2 separate regions of the Triticum aestivum genome follow, and region 2 is linked to region 1. Evidence: chromatin contacts called from public Hi-C data. All regions are on one chromosome and are shown on one strand. Each heading gives the region's core, a stretch centred on a gene start, on an enhancer-like site or on the middle of the called end of the contact. The rest is flanking DNA. Distances are from core to core; before and after follow the strand shown.

Evidence for each region. A called contact is a pair of places that touch in the nucleus more often than the background predicts.
Region 2: a contact with region 1 is called in a Hi-C map of leaf, with 5 times the contacts expected there. The contact joins the enhancer-like site here to the promoter of LOC123070578 in region 1. A contact is called at or near these places in 2 of 5 Hi-C or Micro-C datasets (both in leaf) and 1 of 1 datasets of contacts at active chromatin or transcription factors (leaf).

The regions. Positions count from the first base shown.
Region 1 is chr3B:500,008,665-500,011,880 of IWGSC CS RefSeq v2.1, reverse strand. It overlaps LOC123070578 (aspartic proteinase NANA, chloroplast), which reads left to right and starts at 1,727. Exons shown (of 2, transcript XM_044493837.1): 1 at 1,727-2,614. The coding sequence starts at 2,049.
Region 2 is chr3B:500,186,973-500,190,188 of IWGSC CS RefSeq v2.1, reverse strand. No RefSeq gene overlaps it. Among protein-coding and RNA genes, the nearest start is that of LOC123070579, 12 kb to the left of the region's middle. Within about 2 kb of position 1,763, at least 4 of the 8 cell types and tissues checked have an H3K27ac peak or open chromatin away from gene starts, as enhancers often do. A contact at or near this core is called in leaf, where this site is marked.

The sequences.
Region 1 (3,216 bases), core at 478-2,977:
GAAACCACACCGGTAGAGGACGCCGGCGGACCAAGGACACTGGAGAACGCAGGTCCATGGAGGTCGGGACCGGAGCGGTGTCGACAAAATCCACCACGAAGCTTCTAACATGCTGCCAGAGGGCCACCGTCGCCACACACACAGAGGTCATCACAGTAGCTCGGAGGAGATATCGTCGGGGACGAAGGTGGTCTACACCTAGGCAGGACCGAGCTCCGGCCACCTCCCCCAAGGGTCACGCCCGCCCCGACGGACGGCATCAAGAAGAGGGGCTGCACCACTGGGAGCAAGACGCGGACTGGGGGAGGATCAGCACGGACACGACCGCGCCGACGAGCAGGACCAACAGGATGTGTGCAGCAGTTGGACGGGGGGAGTGGTCGCGGCGCGCCAGATCCGATCTGGGGCCGTGGGGTGGGAAGGCCTCCAGCGCGAGCGCCGGGGGGAGGGAGGGACGCTCCACTGCAGCCATCCTCAGGCGCGACGCGGCTGGCACGACCGGCCCTCCGGCGGCGGCGTTGAAGGGAGACGGTGGCGGAAGGGCTGCACGATGCAGGGCGGGGCAGGGCAGGAACGGAATCGCCCCGCCGCCGCCATCCCCGTACGCGGCGCGGCTTCGCCGGCCGGCCCTCCGGCAGTGGTGATGCGGGCGTGGCGAAGTCGAAGGGGGGCTCCCGGCGGCGAGGGTTTCCCCCGTGTCGCCAGACGCGGGCGACGCGGGGGCGGGGTTGGGGGTCATCCGTTTTTCGTGAACTAAAAACCACGCGTTTTTAGTTCCGTGGTCTAAGGGGTCTGCCGGAGATGCTCTAAGCTAGCAAGGCTCAGTTCGCTTAGAGCATCTGTGTTAACGGAGTATACGACACGACAACTTTATTTCCATAAGCGACACCCCTTCGCTCCTGCCCTCGTGCGACTCTCATCTAGGGTTTCCCTGCTTCTCGTCGGCGCTGTCGTCGGTCAGCCTCGTCTCCTATGGTCCTTGACCATGAAGGCGCGGTGGATCCTGACCCTTGCCGGCGGCAGGGCTCCGTTTTTAGATGTTTTTCTAAGTTTTATTAGGGATTGTGCCATGGTCAAGAAGATGAGGCGGCGACGGCTTCTTGAAGATGGAATAAGTTCCCTGCCTAGCCCCATTTTGGTGATGCTTGAAGTGTCGTCGGAGTGTGAGTCGAGGTGTGTCTCCGGCGGATCTCGTGGGATCCGGTCGGCGTTTGTCTTTGGTGGATCCGGTCTTCGTTCGTCTACGTCTATGTGTCTGCAAGTTGGATCCATTCGATCTACACTTCTCTTTATCGGCGGCAGTTGCTGTTTTGATAAGTTGATCCTATGGAGGCTTAGCACGACGACTTTCTGACTGTCTACTACAACAATATTTGCCCGACTGTGACGAGGGAGGGGTGATGACGGCGGCGCAACTTCGGCTCGCTCGAGTGCTTGTAGTCGTCGCTAGATGATCTACGCAGCTAGATGTAAATTTTATTTTCAGTGTTCTTTGTACTACATTGATAATTGATGAATAAATAAAAAGTTTTCTTTAAAAAAAACATCTGTGTTAACGGTACAGATCCAACCGAAATCCGGCACAGCGAGTCCCAGGAAACTTTGACCCGCGGCCAGCACGGCGCGCACAAAGCACAAGCGCAAGCGCCCAAGCGCGTCGCGTCGCACCACCTCTGCAGGGGCCAAACAATGCCGCCCGGACGACGCACAGCACAGGCAGAGCACAGCCACCACCCTGAACAAAAGCTTAACACTAAATTAAACTAACCTTACCTAGCTGCCTCCCCCACGCAAAGAGGGCAAGATAAATACGCACTCCAAAGCGGCACACAAACACAAATACATACACGCAGCCCGAAACGCGAGCGCAAACAAAAGCACCACCACCACCGCCGCGGCAGCTCGGCGGCGGCTTGCTTGCTTAGCCGTGAGGCGCGCGCGCATTGGCGCGTACGGCCGCCGGCGGGCCAGCCATATATACACATCGCCGGGCGTCTCGTTGGCGGCCTAGCAAAGCTTGAAACCAAGAATCTGCCGCGCCGTCTGCAATGGCGGGTCACCGCCTGACCCTGCTGCTCGTTGCGGTGGCCGCCGCGTTCTTGGCAGGCGCGAGCGGCCGCCACGCGAGCGACTCGGCGCGGTTCCCCCTGCTCCGCCTCGCCGCGCCGGTGTCCCTCGCCGACCTGGCGCGCAGCGACCGGCAGCGGATGGCGTTCATCGCCTCGCACGGGCGGCGGCGCACGCGGGAGACCGCGGCGGGCTCGTCGTCGGCCTCTTCGGCTGCCGCGGCCTTCGCGATGCCGCTCACCTCCGGCGCGTACACGGGCATTGGGCAGTACTTCGTGCGCTTCCGCGTGGGCACCCCGGCGCAGCCGTTCCTGCTGGTGGCCGACACCGGCAGCGACCTGACCTGGGTCAAGTGCCGCCGCCCCGCCTCGGCCAACTCCTCGCTCTCGCCGGCCGACTCGGGGCCGGGGCCGGGGCGCGCGTTCCGCCCCGAGGATTCCAGGACATGGGCGCCCATCTCGTGCGCGTCGGACACCTGCACCAAGTCGCTCCCCTTCTCCCTCGCCACCTGCCCCACGCCCGGCAGCCCCTGCGCCTACGACTACCGGTCAGCATTCCCTCGCTCCTCATTCGCATTCGCATCGCTCTCCCCCCTACCGTTCCGTACTAACCAGCCTTCATACAAACGCCAGCCCGCGCTTTACTGCTACGACTAGTACCACCACCCCTACTTAGCTGTGCGTAATCGCGATGGATTGAATCAAATCGATCTGTGGGTGGGGCGTCATTAATTGGCCCTGGCATTGATGATGAGACGCGAGCAGCAGCAGAGGCCGCAGGAGGAGGCAGGAGACGCTATTAGTGGTTGGTTGGTGGGCGAGTCGGATCTCGCAGTTGCAATTTGCAAATGGCCATGGGGCTGCAGCGTTTAATCAATGCGGCGCCATTGATGCCCTCCCTGCTCCGGGCAGCTCCGGCCTGCCTCGCCTTACTGGTACTGGTACCGGCAGTCCCACTTGTACTACGAGACCGCAGCACTGCACGGCATTCATTGGCTCCGCCATGTAGGTCGACGATGCCCCTTACTCCTCCTCCTACCCCCCTGTGATGGAGATGGGAGTCCTCATGCTGATTGAGCTCTAAAATCTGCAATCGATTTGCCGCTTGCCTCGTCAAAGTCATCGATAGATTGGAGCATATTTATTGCGT
Region 2 (3,216 bases), core at 514-3,013, 180 kb before region 1:
CGGAAATTGACACTCTGAACTTGTAATCCCGGTCTATTTTGGACCCTATACCTGTTTGGCACATCGGGAATACAACAATCCCGGTTGGGATTACCAGCTACTCTCACGGACAAGAATTTGGGCCGGCCCACTATAGCAAAACAAGAATTCGTGAGGTTTAAAAAATGTCCGCACATTTCTAAAATTGTTCAGAAGTTAAAACTGTTCCTGTTTTCTATTTTTCGAACAAATTCAATTCTTTTTGTGTTTTTAAAAACTGTTTGGAATTTTTAAACTCTATTAGCATTTTAAAAAACTGTTTGTGATTTCAAAAAAATTACATTTGTCAAAAAATGTTCAGAATTCCAACAGTTTTTCACATGATTTGAAAAATGTTTCGTATTTTTAAAATTGTGTCACATTTTTTAATAATGTTTTTGGTATTTCGTAAACTATTTCATAAATAATGTATTTATAAAATGTTTCAGATTGTTGGCCAGCTCACCAGACATAAAGCAAGTTTTTTTTCCTTAACAATGGGACATAAAAATTCTTTCTTTCTTTTTCTTATCGGGTGACCTAATAATTTCAACACAAAAAAACATGCCCTGGAGTTGACCTTGGGACCTGGTAGCCACTACAGTAGATAACTATGGCTGACATAGTCAGAGGCCCGAAATATTTAATCAGAAACCAAATCATCGAACTTTGAAAATATGTTTTAGGGGCAAACAAGTATTGAAAACGTATTTATATATGAAATATTTGAACATTTATAAAGTGTGAGAACTTTTTGAAAATTCTGAATACTTTTAAAAACTAACAACTTTGAAAAAGCGAACACCTTTATAAACATTTTTTGCAACCTGAACAAAATTTTGAAGTGCTCACGAGTTTCAAAAAATGTGTTTGCGACATTTTCAAAAAAATGTGTGTGCAATGTAAAAATATGTTTGCGTGATGTAAAAATATGTGTCATAACCTTAACTGAATATATGTGGCATGTCCTTGAAAAAAGTGTATGCAGATTTAAAAATATTGAACCACATAAAAGGGTGTTCATGTAGTTTTATAAAATGTTTTTTGTCATTAATAAAATGTAAAACATGTATTTGAAAAAATATTACCATGTATTCAAAAAGTTTTTAAAACATTTAATTTAAAAATGTACATAATGTATTTGAAAATATCAAAAGTTTATCCAAAAATATTTAATGTGTGCGTCAAAAATGTACATTGGATATTGAGCAAATTTAGACATGTGTAAAAAATGAAAAATGAAAAGAAAACGCAAAAAGAAAGAAACTAAGAAAACCAGATTAGTGCGCGTGCGCGAGTAAGTGCGCTACTGGGCCGGCCCAATTAGAAAATCCCGGCTACGTTCTGTCAAGGTTTAAAATAGACCGGGATTAGAGAGTTTGGTATGCTTATTTCAGGGATTGAGAGTTCGAGGTTTGATTTAGCTTTCGCCTATAAATTGAAGGTTTGTTTTGGACTTTTTCCTTTCCGCAATGATAAGAGAGTCCCCCCACTGATTCGGCCTTGTTCCGCGGGGAATGTTCGACGGCGTACCAACCTCCATAAACAACGGTGTAATGAGAGCAAAAGTCTGTACGTACGTACACAATCGATCCGCCTGTACAGATGGATAGATATATTGTACGTGCTTGCGTATGATTGTGTCCACACATTGTACGTACGCAGTACGTTATCTACACCGAGCGGTGAGGCGCTGCTGGTAGCGATGGCGTGTTACCATGCACGCGCTTGCGATTTCTGGGATTTTGTGTAGTCCAGCTGGTGAGTGACAATCTCGCATCTTTGTTTCCTTGTGCCTTCTGAAAGCTCCAAGCCAATTGGTCGTGCCTTTTCTTGCTGCTACTGTCCGTGCGCTGTTACCGATCCCCATGTAGCACATTATATCGGCTACCATTTGAACTTTCTAGCTCCATATATATTTATATAGCTTTTGGAGCGTGAACTCAACTTCCCGATTTGGTATTGCGGAAACTTGTGGAGACAGATGCCACGCTTGCCAGTCGGCACTCAGGAAATGGCACGATGAGCAGCTCGGTGCACGTGTTCTGAACCTGAATTTCGCAGTGCGTAGCCGAGTTTTACGTCGCTTCAAGGAAGGGAAGGCTCCATTGCTGTGGGGCTGAGTGGTGACGATCGACTCGACTCCTATGCCTGCTACAACAACCAACCCATTTAGTTAGATTCACGGCTTGCAATGCAAGCAATCCCTTCTGGCCCAGAATTGCCCCACACACACACACAGACGCACGCACGCACACGCAAAATAGCACCGTGCTATTCTCCTCGTCACCTGGGCTGGGATAGAAGGATTGGTTTCTAGTGCTACTATTTTATTTACGTCTCGCTGTGCATGATAAGACCAGTGGTCACCCACCCAGCGTGCAGTGAGATCCGGAATACGCGTGTGACATACGTACTGACCACCAACGCAGACATCCTCCAACCTACTCCTACAGATCGACTAGAAAAATTCGGGCCGCGGGAGGAATCCCCTGTGATTGACAATTGAACGTAAGCGCGGCCTTAGTCATCGTTGGAAAGGCCTTAACCCTAATGAATCAGCTCGCAGGCAGAGCTGTTTTTGCTCCCGCGCTGCTAGTGGACTACGGGCTACGGCACACATGTGAGGGTGCTGCTGCCCTGCGGTAATGTGGTCAAATGGACGATGAGCTGGAGGCCAGGCACCAATGGAGTACCACCATGTGCCGTGACAGAATATGTTGCCGCCTGGGCATGTGGCCTTGCTTCCTTCCCCGCCCATCCTGCGGCATTCAGCAGTAGTCGCGGACAAATTTTGAATCCTGTGGCTTCGCTTTTGGGAACTTGTTGCCAATCAATACCGGGTCGTGTCTGATCGGGCACCAGGCCACCAGCTCTGCGCGCGCGGCGTCGCGTGGGAGTGGGATTCGGGGTGGACGCCCCTTCGCCCCGTCACGCATGATCGCCCCGGTTACACGGAGCACCAATCTTTTTTTTTTCTCTATATACTAGGAATATCGCGCTTTATTGATCAAGGATAACAAGTGAAAGTGTCTCCCGGATACAATCCAGAGTTACATGAAAACTAGAGCCATCAAATGACTCAGAAGATCTAGTCAGAATATGTGCCGCGACATTTGAGAAACGATTTATCTTTATCTTTATCTTTACCTAATAAAAATAAAAATAAAGTGAATTGGGTTTCTGTCGTCCGTCATT